Linked DNA regions of Mus musculus: region 1 is linked to region 2. A link is a contact called in public Micro-C data. All regions are on one chromosome and are shown on one strand. The core of a region is the stretch at or near the end of the contact, and the rest is flanking DNA. Distances in the headings are between cores, read along the strand shown.

Region 1 (6,024 bases), core at 2,652-5,151, 920 kb before region 2:
GCACTTTTACTTCCTAGACTGAACCTTTGCAAAAAGATCTTCATCTCTCTCTCCCTCCCTCCCTCTCTCTCTCTCTCTCTCTCTCTCTCCCTTTCTCTCTCTCTCTCTCTCTCTCTCTCTCTCTCTCTCTCTCTCTCTCTCTCTCTCTCTCTCTCTCTCTCTCTCCAGTGAATCTGAGGCTAGAGAGATGGCTCAACAGCTAAGAGCATTTGCTGCTGCTCTTCCAGAAAACTTGCCTTTGGTTCCTAGCATCCATCTCAGTAGGTGAACAACCACCTGCATGTAACCTCAACTACAGGGAGCCAATATCCTCTTCTGGCCTCCCTGGGTACCCACACACACGTGCACATACATTCACAGATACACATCCTTACACATAAATAAGACACCTTTACTTTCTATGTACTACACTACACTTTTCTATGCTTGTACTATCTTTCTTCCAGTGTTCTTATAGCTATGCTATATCTCTTCTGAGACCACACAGTAAGATTTTTGCCTCAGTTAGAATTTACTCAAGAAAAATAAAAAAATCTGTTCACATTGTGTGTGTGTGTACCTACAGGCTATCAATTTTTTTCCTTCTTCATCATCATCATCATTTTTGATGACAGAGCCTTACTTTGTAGCAGGCTGGCCTGGAACTCGACATGTAGACCAGGCTAGCCTCAAATTTACAATTGCCTCTGCTTCCTGAATGCTGGGAATGAAGGTATACACCACCATACCCAGCAAAAGCTGTACTTCTAAATAGCCAAAAGCAAAACACAAATGATCATCAACAGATAAATGAGCAAACAAGTTGTGCTATATTCATACAATGGGACACTAAACAGAATAAAACAGGAGGAACCTTGAGATAAACCAACCACTAACACAATACAATTACAGCAATTATGCTGAACTAAAAATAAAAACCTTTATTTCATTTATTTAAAATGCAAACTAATTACATTAACAAAGCAAATCAATTATTACAAAGGAGCCAAGGGAAAGACACGGGGTAAGAAGGGATGGGGACGGCAAAGGAATACAAGGCTGACATTCAATAGAAGTGCATGTTGTCTACCAATTGAGCCCATTAGTGAACAAGCCAGTGCAATATTCATCAACAACCAGGAAAAGGGAACTAACATGTGTGACAATACAAGAGTGTCAAAATTCTTTTCCTAACTTAAGGGAGGTAACAAAATAAGGGTAGTATTAACTGCAGAAAGGAAACTTTCTGGGCTGAATATATTCTTAAGTCTTAAACTAGTCGTATATGTTAATTATAAAAAAATAAATTTCATTTAGATTAAAGGTGTATGTTTAGGTTGTCAGTACAAAAATAACACTTCAAAGTAAACTCTGAGGAGGTCCAGTGACCAGCCCAAATCGGGATCCATCTCAAAGGCAGGCTCAAAGGCCTGACACTATTACTGATGCTATGATGTACAGACAGAAGCCTAGCATGGCTGCCTTCCGAGAGGCCCAAAAAGCAGCAAGACACAGATATTTATACCCAATCAGTGGACTGAAGTTGGGGACCCCTGGGGTTGAATTAGGGAAAAGCTAGAAGAAGCTGAGGAGGAGGGTGACCCCATAGGAAGACCAGCAGTTTCATCTAATCCAGACCCTGAGATCTCTTAGACACTGAGCCGCCAACCAGGCAGCATACACTAGCTGATATGAGGCCCTGGACACATATACAGCAGAGGACTGCCTGGTCTTGCCTCAGTGAGAGAAGACACACTAACCCTCTAGAGACTTGGGGTGGGTTGGAGGTGGAGACATCCTTTTGAAAACTGGGGGAGGGGCGTATGGGAGGAGGAACTGTTGGTGGGCGGACCAGGAGGGGGATAACAACTGGACTAAAAAAAAGAAAAAGATTAAAGATAATTTTAAAAACAAGTAAACTCTAAGCTGATGAGCTGGCTCAGTAAGTAAAGGCACTGCTGTCAGTAGAAGCCTGACAACGGGAGGTCAATCCCTAGGACCCAGTGGTGGGAAGAAAGAACCAACTCCTACAAGTTACCCTCTGACCTCTTCCTATATGCTGTGCTATGCACACATCCTCCCATACAATAAATACGTCAATGTAATTTTTCTGTTGTTTTGAGATAGGGTCTTTCTATGTAGGCTTGGTTGAGATTAGCCTGCCTCTGAGATCCACCTGCCTCTGTATCCTGAGTACTAGGATTAAAGGCATGCACCACAACCATCCAGCTACAAATATAATTTTTTAAAAAGTCACCTTTGTTAACACAGTAGGTTTACTATAATTTAAAAACAAACAATAATGAGTGTCATCAACAATGGAGAAATACCAAAACACCAATACACTGCTAATGGAAATATTAAATGATACAGTAACTTTAATAGTATTATTTGTAGAAATCCTCAAACAGAAACCACACTGAACGTCTACCATCCACTACCTGGCTCAGCAGTAAGGAACAGTTACAGAAGCCTGAGCACCTGAGTTCAATCCTCGGAACCCATATAAAGGTGGACGGAGAAGAGAAACGCCACAGGCTCTCCCCTCATCTCCAGACGTGCCACTGCGAGTGCAGGCACACCCTACCCCCATTATGCAGACATAAAAAGAAAGTAAGGAATAAAGAAACTACAAACTTCCAAAAATTTTTTACACAATGTAATTCAAATACAACATGACTTGTGACATACAACTAAAATTCTAGCTAGTATTACAGTTGAAGGAGGAGGATTGTTTTAGGATTTAGAGACCAGGCAGGACAATAGCGTAAAAATCTTGTCTCAAAAAACAAATGAATAACCTACAGCTGGTTAGGTATTTGCTATCCAAGACCAGAAACCTGAGTTTCCTCTGATTTTCATATGCACACACAAACAATTTAAAATTTTTAAAATATATTTTTAAGAGAAAGCACATAGAAAGAGTCAAATAATTGCTTAAAAAATTAAGTTCTCAGAAAAAGATCAGAGACAGTTACAGTCTTTCTTTCAAAAGCCCAGAATTCACTTCCTTTACCTCCATAGCCTCCTGAGCGACCTCTGGCATGTGTGACTGAGGAACCAGTTGTACGAGCCCTGTAATTAGTTCTGCTGTACTGCTCTGAGTTTCAGGGCCCTGTTTTCTTGGATTCTGTAGGAGAAAAACAAACTTCAGTTTTGCTTTTAATAACTGTATTTATTATTTATATATTATTTATTATTTATATGCATGTGTGTAGACAGGACATGGGTGCAGGTGGCCATGGAGGCAGAAGAGTGTTGGCTTCCTTGGAGCTGGAGCTACAGTCAGTAGTGATCTGCCTGCCTGTGTCTGGGAACCAAAGGCAGGCACTTTGGAAAAAGCAGAAAGTACTTAAGCACTGAGCCATCTCTCCGGCCCCGTCAATCTTCACATTCTGGGTTGGGGGGGTGGGGGTGGTTTTGTTTTTTAAGACAGAGTTTCTCTACATAGCCCTCACTGTCCCAGATCTCACTCTAGACCAGGCTGGTCATGAACTCAAAGATCCACTTACCTGTTATCCAAGAGCAACGTTAGCTAAAAGATATTTAAGTTGGACCAGGCATGACAAAAGTCTTTAAAGAGACCATTCTAACACAGTGCAGAGAAATGATTGGGGAATGTAAGAAATGGTAGTAGCTGGGAACACATAGAGTGACAGGAACCAGGACAAAGATGGTACAAACACAAGACACAATCAAATTACTTCAACAAGATCCCATGATGGAGACCATCTTTACATTTCTCCTAGTAACTAAGGTTTAGAATTTATGTGTACAATATTGTTTTACTTTCCTGGGTTACTGAGGAAAGTCACTTAACCACTAGATGGCAGCAAAGAAAGCACTGTCCATGAAGCTAGGCAGCTGTCCTGGGTAGTGACAATTAGCCTATCAAAGGAAACCCCACCCACCCTCTCAACTCCCCCAAACACAAAACAAAGCCCACAAAACGCAGGAGTAGGCCGGGGGTGGAGCTTTTGCCTGCTTTACAAAACTACCTGATTCTGGTTCAATCATCCTCATCAAGGGAAGTAAAAAGGATTCCATAACTCTTGGAAGACAGCAAATTTTACTTAAAAACTATTTTCCCTCAAACAATTCAACCCTTGTTCTTCAAACAATAACCTATTTAACATGAAAATCACTGGTGACCCTGGTTCACTGGTGAACATAAAACTGCAGCCAAGTAAACAGAGTAACCCTAGCATCCTGTAGCAAGCACAGTGAGATGTCACCACAGTTCATGCCACACACCCGAGAAACCAAAAGAACAAAGTTAATTTTCAGAGTCCACTAACAAAATTTTTAAAACTTTTCCAAACTAAAGATTTAACTGTTTATTCTATTAAACTCTCAAATTTGGGTGGACTTTTCAAAAAACACAAAAAGATAATAGGTCTTCTTTTGGGGTAACCCATACTTTAGGAACTTCATCCACTCTGGCTCTATTATCTCTCATTATCAGAAAAACTATTCATATGTAAATATTTTTTAAAATTCTAGAGTGGAGGCATGACAGTACATTTCTGTAATTCCAGCACTCAGCAACATCTAGTTCAAGGCCAGCCTGGGATACCCAACAAATCTGAGGTCAGTATGTCATACATAATAAATTCAATGCCAACCTAGTATACACAGCAAGATTTTGTCTCAAAAATCAAACAAAAACACGTGTGTGCACACACACTCAAAACGTGGGGTTCATAGAATTCTTGAAACCACAGCCACTTAGTCATGAATGCCTTCATTTTAGTAATTTGAAGAGCATAGCTGCAAAACCATAAAGCACCAAAGGATGAGCCTGACACTGAGTAAAGCAGAAGGCTTTACCTGATGGTCTAGAGACTTGATAGGCCTAGTGTAGCCTCCCCCAAGCCTGAAGCAAGCTGAGCCAGACCTTGACTTTGCTATGCCACTAAGGAGATCACCTAGGGTGGAGCCTGCCTCCCTGGATCACTCTGCTGTTCAGCCACTGCCTCTGCTGCTACCTGCTGGGAGTCCGCCTACACGTGGTCACCTGCAGCTCGGCTCCAAGGATGATTTGGCAGGAATGGGCTTCCCCCCTCCTTTATAAAGCGTGTCTGCCATTAAAAATTTGAGCCTTGATCAGAATACTGTCTTGGTTCCATATCTCTCTCTTGTCCACCTAGTTTCCCTCTTCTTTTTCAGTTCCAGGCTGCCTCCCAGGCTCGAACCCAGACATGAGAGCAGCAGGCCGACCCCAACAGTCTAGGACTATAGAGACTTGATAAAAGTTAAACAGACCATCCTGTGAACAATTCAAACTGTTTTACTTGGACAGTAAGAATGCTAACGCTAACTGTATCTTACTAAAAATAGCAGTAACTAATTTTATTGCTTACTATACACTACGAATTGTTCCTAAAAGCCTTACACAATCTATTTCACTCTTAATGGTCTCTCTGAGGTAGGAACTATATTACTGCCTACCTTTTCAGATGAGAAGCCTAAGGTGCCGAGACTAAGTAAAGCAGTCCTTCCCCAGAGCCTGTGCTTTTAATCCTTTACTCTCACCTGGTTACACTATTTACATCAGTTCTTTATTACTCTGTGCACCAAAGTGAAGCTCTCAGGAATATAATACCATTTGCGGGAATAAAAAGCAGAGCTATGGCAATAACTGGATACTAACCACTCTCATTTTAACTTTCTCTTCTAATATGGTTACAGGCAGAGCCAATGATAATAGAAGGCTGATCAAAGGAACACACAGGGAGCTAGCTATAGAAGTTAACTCGCTTAGCAATAGCAAAAAGAGTGAGCAGTTCAGATGCTGAGCACACCGATTTTACAGTCATTTGTCCCACCTGACCCCAGAAATAGGTCTGATTATAATGCAGAACAAGGGCAAATGATGCTACTATGGACAGTTCAATGCGGAGGGAACGGTTAGAAAATGTGATCTAAGTATATTAGAATTCCTGGAATTGGCTTTCTTAGCAATGTTTTAGAGGTTACTCATAATTTAAATGTATTTTGGCCTTTCAGTTCAAATAGATTAGTGGAATAATTTCAAAGCATTTC
Region 2 (6,426 bases), core at 6-2,505:
CTGGTATGCATGCCTTGAGTCCATTAAGGACCTGAGAGACATGCCTAGTGTGTAAGAGGTGCTCAAAAAGCATTTGTTCTGAGGCAAGCAGTTCTTCTGTCTCTACTTTTACCCACTGCTGCTTGGCAGTATACTCACTAAGCCTGGCATTTGCTACTTGGAAGAATTGTTCTGAACCAAAAATGGTTCCACACATCGGTAATCCCAGGGCTCTTAAGGCTAAGGCTGGAAAATAACAGGTTCTGGGCCCATCTGGCTACACAGCATGATTCTCCCAATCCTACACATTCAACTGTGCTGTAAATTCTAAGTCTTTACCCTGACCTCAGGACCTAGCATTTCTAGATTCTCAAAGGTACCCCACACAGTACACTTAGCACTGCCGTGTCTCCACCCAGTGTCTTTTCACATTTACTTGTCTTAAATAGCAAATACCTCCCTTAACCACTATCAGGTCATTTCCATCAACTTATCCTTTTAAATAGGATTAATTTTGCTATGGATCCATCAAAGCACTGTAATGTTACTTTGGAAATGTTAACTTCATAGCCAACTTTTCAATCCTGTCTGATCCCTACAAGGCTTTGTTTACACCGCCCCCCCCCCCCCGAGCCTCAACCCCTATTTCCCAAGTCACATGGGCAAAATCAGTCTCCCCAAGGTCACATGGAAACAGGACCCACAAAGGTAGACACTTAAATCGACTTGTTTCCCACAGAATAGCATATTTCTGAGAGTCACTGACCCAAAAGGGCCCGGGGATCCCTGTAGTTGTATTAAATGGCAGCCCACTCCAGGTGCCGGGGACCCCAGCCTGGGAGGCAGGATTCGCCTAAGAAGCGTTACTTGTTCTCCCTCGGAGCTGCCCTGCACTGCCAGGGCCCTGGGCAGTGCTCCCTTCTTTGCTCTTGGCACATGTCCCAAGCAGCCCGTGTCGGCTCTCTCCTCGGGACCCTTTCTCAGGTGGCACTCCGGCTGCCCAAACAGAGTCAGGCCTCCTGGCTTCCTTAGTAGCTAGGTAGAAAACGCTCCCTAGATTCTGGGCCCGGCTCCCTGGCCCCCTCTCTCCGTCCCTCACCGGGACGACAGATGCCTTCGGGTCGTCGCTGTGGCCACCGGCGGAAGGCCCCCTGCTCCACCGACCGCACACAGTGGCCTCGACCCTCGGGTCGTGGCCAGCGACCGAGACCACCAGCGGCTGCCCACTGCTAGGGCCCGTCGGGCCACACAACCAGCCATGTCCCGCCCGAGCGCCCGCTCGGCTGCTGACACAGGGCCCGACCCGCGGCGGGGCGCCGTCCCGCCCCCGCCCCACACTGCCCCGCGCCTAAGCCCCTCCCCTCGGGCCCGCCCCCCGCGGCCGCGTGGGCTCCTCCAGCTACATCCGGCGCCTGTGAGCGGAAGTCCGAGTTTGGGATCACCTGATCAGAGCGTGAGGCAGAAATGGCGTCTTCCTTGCTTGCCGGCGAACGACTGGTTCGCGCTTTGGGTCCTGGCGGAGAACTGGAACGGGAGCAGCTCCCCCGGAAGCTGCGTGCCCAGCTCGAGGCTGCTCTGGGAAAGAAACACGCGGGCAGTGATAATGCCACGGGACCCCGGCGCCTGGTTTCATTCCGTCTCATCCGAGATCTGCATCAGCACCTGAGAGAAAGAAGTGAGCGGTCCCCATTCAAGAGTCGCCGCGTTCTTTTCAGATCTAATCCCTTCTGAGGCGTATTTTCCCCCCATCACTCTCGAGTGCCTACCGAGTTCTCATATATCCAGTCCAAAAGCCTTCTCATAAACCCCAGGTTTACTACTTCCATCTTAACTTCCGTGAAAATTCTTAGTGTGTTACAAAACGTATTTTCAGATTTTGTTGAGTCCTCTTTTAGTGCCACCTAAGTCCATGTGAATTTTTTTAGGAAGTCGAGATTGTAGCCCAGTACTATCTGACAGGTTGAGTTTCTCCATTTGAGGGCCATATATCAATAGTGAGCATATCGTGTTTGGAAAAAGTGATTTTTTTTCCTTCCATCTCAAAGGTAAAGGTGCAAGCCCCAGTTTAGGGGTGAGGGTAGGGAAACGGTAACAACAACAAAAACTATTGAAAGATCTGGATTGAGTCGCATGTAGTTCTAGACATTGTAAAGAAGTCATTTCTCCTTTTCAGACCTATTTACTTATGTTAAGGTAGGGAATAGGGTAAACTGGCATGTAACTTACCTTGCCAGAGTTAACATATCCTGGCCAGAAGTGCAAAGGGTAGATGATCAACTATTTAGACTTAAGAGAATCTTAGAAAAAGATCCTCTAATACAGTGTCCGCTGAGTGTTTAGCATCACAACCCAATCCTGACTAGGACAGATCTATTATTTTCACAGAAATAACCTACCATTGGTAGTGGTGAGGTAGGGTTGGTAACGAAGACTGACAGTTAAAGTCCACTCTATGACACTAAAAAATACTTAGGTGGAATTGTCCTAAATCTTTCCTAGTTGAAAGTTATCTTGAGTAAAATGAAAAATAATTGAATAAACACAAGGAGAGAAAGAAAATGATCACAAGGTTGGGCATGGCACGTACCTGAAACCCAAGGGGCTGAGGCAGTAAGATTGTGAGTTGTCTAGATGAAGTACATGAGAATTCAAGAGACAGCTAGGTGTATCTAAATGAACTTAAGGTTAGACTGGTTTCATAATGAGTTCTGAGCCAGCCTGGTCTACATGATATGTGTATGTATATACATATATCAGCCTTGTCTCAACAATATATCTATATATGAGAGAAAGAAGTGAGCGGTCCCCAATCAAGAGTCGCCGCGTTCTTTTCAGATCTAATCCTTTCTGAGGCGTATTTTCCCCCATATCACTCTCCAGTGCCTACCGAGTTCTCATATATCCAGTCCAAAAGCCTTCTCATAAACCCCAGGTTTACTACTTCCATCTTAACTTCAGTGAAATATGATATATATATATATATATATATACGAGTTATATATGAAATATATGAGTTAAATATGAAATATATATGAGTTTACAGGGATGGCCGTGTTTTATTTGGGTAAAAATTAGGGCTACCCACTTCTGTCATCTTAGCTTTCCAGCCTCAGCTGCACGTGTCATTATGTGGAACCTTATTCTTTCCAGATTCCAGGCTGTATCTTCATGAACTCCTAGAAGGCAGTGACATCTACTTTCCAGAGATTGTGAAGCCTCCCCGGGTATGTAACAGAAATTTGTGAGAGTTGGGTACAGGTTTTATTAATCAGCTTTTGGGTTTGAAATCTTATATTTTAATTCTTTGGAAAAGCTGAGCTGTGGCTCAGTGGGATAGTACTTGACAAGGCCCTAGCACCAATAAATACATAAAATTTGGGGGCCAGTGAAATACCTCAATGAGTGGGGGCACTTGCTACCAAGCATGGCAGGCAACCTGGGTTCTGTCCTTAGGACCCCCATGGTGGAGGGAAAGGCTGACTCCCAAAGGTTATCTCTTCCCTGCACACATGTACTGCTGCTCGGGTTTATGTGCATGTACAAAGGATTTAAAAAAACAAAACCAAAAGCTGTTGGGAGTCTAAGATCAGGGAGAGAAACCTCTCTGACGGCTTTGGAAAACTGAGACTCAGTGAACCATTTTCCAAAGCAGTGCAAGCATAACAGGTGTGCGGTGTCCCAGCACCATTAGGAGTACAGTGGTCTTTGGAAACATGTAAAAGAATATCATTCTTCTCACGTGCTTATTTTTGTTTAGAATCCAGAGCTAGTTGCCCGGCTAGAGAAGATTAAGATACAGCTAGCCAATGAGGAGTATAAGCGGATCACTCGCAATGTCACTTGTCAGGTAAGGGCCTACTGCTCGAAAAAATGTTCGAAAAAGGCCTAATGTTCGAAAAAAACGGCGAGGGTAGTGTAATGGCACACACCTTTAATCCCAGTACTTCTGATGCAGGGGCAAATGAATTTGAGACCAACCAGAACTATATAGTGAGACACTGTCTCAAAAAAGAAAAGAAAAATATGGGAATTCAAACTTAGTCTATACACTGTTGTAGAACTGTAAGGCCTATGTTCCATGTGGACCAAGGCGAGTCTTCAGTGTATTCACTGAGACTCTGGCCTTAGATAGTGACTGAATTTTTTTTTTTTTTAATGTTTGTTTGTTATGTATGCAGTGTTCTGTCTGCATGTATGCCTGCATGCCAGAAGAGGGCACCAGATCCCACTATAGATGGCTCTGAGCCACCTCTCCAGCCCTGGTGGCTCATTCTTTTTTTTTTTTTTTTTTAAGATTTATTTATTATTATATCTAAGTACACTGTATCTGTCTCCAGACACACCAGAAGAGGGCGTCAGACCTCATTACGAATGGTTGTGAGCCACCATGTGGTTGCTGGGATTTGAACTCGGGACCTTCGGAAGAGCAGTTGGTGCTCTTAACCACTGAGCCATGTCTCCAGCCCCCTGGTGACTCATTCTTAAATGTCATAGAAATGGATATGAGCCGTAGAGCTTTCTTCTTTATTCAAGGAAGGGTTTCTGTAGCCCAGGCAGCCTCCCAAATACTAGGATCACAGGTGTGCCTGTAGCCTCTCTTTCCCGACAGGACTTCTTTGGCATGTTTTTGCGATAACATAGGAAGGTTGATGGGTCCTAGGAGCCTGGATCCTCCTCTTTATGATCTAAAAGGCATCATACAAGTCCCAGGCTAAAGAACCCAAGGAAGGGAGAGCTGATGTGTTGAGAAATAGAAAGGACTGAGGCTGAACTGGTAAAGGGGACCTGAACTGCTCATTCTGAAATTATCTGTTTTGTTGTTGTTTTATTTTGTTTTGTGTTTTGTTTGTTTGTTTATTTACTTACTTTTTCCCAGGATGCACAGTGTGGGGGGACTCTCAGTGACCTGGGAAAGCAAGGTAAGGTGCTGAGAATGGGAGCCCAGGCTGCTCAAACCTCTCCCTGGGGTTGGTCATGGCCATCCTTCCTACCACACGCACTATTATGAGATGAAGTGTAAGACGTTCGTTCAGACTTGGTCTCTGAAGAGAACACACCAGATAGGGGAGGCAGCTCTGAGGTAATCTGTCCTCCCTGAGAATGCTGGCCTAAATGCTTCCTCTCTGAACTGTTCCCAAAGTGAGGTCAGTGAAGGCTCTGGTCGTCACCATCTTCAACTTCATTATCACAGTGGCAGCTGCCTTTGTCTGCACTTACCTAGGAAGCCAGTATGTCTTCACAGAAATGGCCTCGGTGAGTAGGCACAGGGCAGGACAGAGTGCCCTTGTTGGGTTAATGGGAAAGGGAGGGTGTATGTGGAACCGCACAGGTTAATCAGTTGTATATATTTATGCAATCAACATGGACACATTTAGGTTCCCAGTAATCATGGGGGTGGGTAGCAATCCCAAGAGCCTCCTTTCCTCTACAACTTAAGGCAATAGTTCTCAACCTTCCTAATGCTGTGACCCCTTAATACAGTTCTTCATGTTGTGGTGACCCCCAACCATAAAATTATTTTTCTTGCTACTTCGTAGCTGTAATTTTGCTATTGCAAATCACAATGTAAATCTCTATATGCAGGATATCTGATTTGTGACCACTGTGAAAGGGTCATTTGACCCTCAAAGGGGTCGTGACCCACAGGTTGAGAACTGATGACTTAGGGGCTGGAATAGGGAATCTCAATCCTCATTAGAGGTGCTAAGGGCTTGCAGATTTGAGTGCTGACCCACATCTCTTATCCCTAATTCTTCTCACCTGCAGAGAGTGCTGGCTGCATTGATCGTTGCCTCGGTGGTAGGTCTGGCAGAACTGTACGTCATGGTAAGGGCAATGGAAGGAGAACTGGGCGAGCTGTAACTGGTGTTTCACCATCAGAGTCTGGAAGAAGTGTGGGGAGCCCCAGACTCCATTGCCCATCACAGACTCTCAGTCAACCCACAATGCTCTTTGTATTCAGCTCCAGTTAGTCAGAGGACCAGGTCAGGTTCTTTGGGGAGCCTGTCTGCTGTGAATTTCCTTGGGGAGGAGTAGAGGAGATTCAGACAGTGTTTCTGTAAAACTAAAAAGACTGATCTCAGTAACTTCTGAATCCAGTGCCCATCATCTGCCTTTGCTGGTCCATTTTGGGGTCTACTGAGTCTGGTTTTTCTCATAAAAGTAAGTAGAACCCAGGCCTTTACCCCAAATGGACTCTACTGCCTTGAACTGGCCCAATAGTCAGAAGACAGGCATCCATAGAAGAAAAACCAGTTGATACAGGATGGTGGAACTAGAAGCCAGGCAGCTAACTCTGTAGAAAAGGAAATGGTATCAGGCCATTTTCCAGAGCTTATATGGCCTGAGAGAAATCAGATGATCAGTATGGCCCTCATGTTAAAAGGAGCCAAAGATGTCTGCATTGTCCTACTGTCTTGTTACGTTACACTGTTCAGAACTTAGATA

What was found. A called contact is a pair of places that touch in the nucleus more often than the background predicts.
Region 1: a contact with region 2 is called in a Micro-C map of embryonic stem cells, with 7 times the contacts expected there. The contact joins the enhancer-like site here to the promoter of Poldip2 in region 2. A contact is called at or near these places in 5 of 39 promoter capture datasets (the C10 cell line, hippocampal neurons, neutrophils and 2 more), 1 of 484 Hi-C or Micro-C datasets (embryonic stem cells), 3 of 115 datasets of contacts at active chromatin or transcription factors (astrocytes, embryonic forebrain and pro-B cells) and 1 of 9 other capture datasets (adipose tissue).

Annotation. Positions count from the first base shown.
Region 1 is chr11:79,425,663-79,431,686 of GRCm38.p6, reverse strand. Nf1 (neurofibromin 1) reads right to left here. Exons shown (of 58, transcript NM_010897.2): 14 at 2,996-3,109. Among named protein-coding and RNA genes, the nearest start is that of AU040972, 55 kb to the left of the region's middle. Within about 2 kb of position 3,901, at least 43 of the 459 cell types and tissues checked have an H3K27ac peak or open chromatin away from gene starts, as enhancers often do. A contact at or near this core is called in astrocytes, embryonic stem cells and stem cell-derived epiblast-like cells, where this site is marked.
Region 2 is chr11:78,507,125-78,513,550 of GRCm38.p6, reverse strand. It overlaps Poldip2 (polymerase (DNA-directed), delta interacting protein 2), which reads right to left and starts at 1,255. Exons shown (of 11, transcript NM_026389.3): 1 at 1,079-1,255. The coding sequence starts at 1,239. It overlaps Tmem199 (transmembrane protein 199), which reads left to right and starts at 1,383. Exons shown (of 6, transcript NM_199199.3): 1 at 1,383-1,654; 2 at 3,130-3,203; 3 at 3,737-3,826; 4 at 4,856-4,898; 5 at 5,120-5,232; 6 at 5,746-6,426. The coding sequence starts at 1,444. The coding sequence ends at 5,841.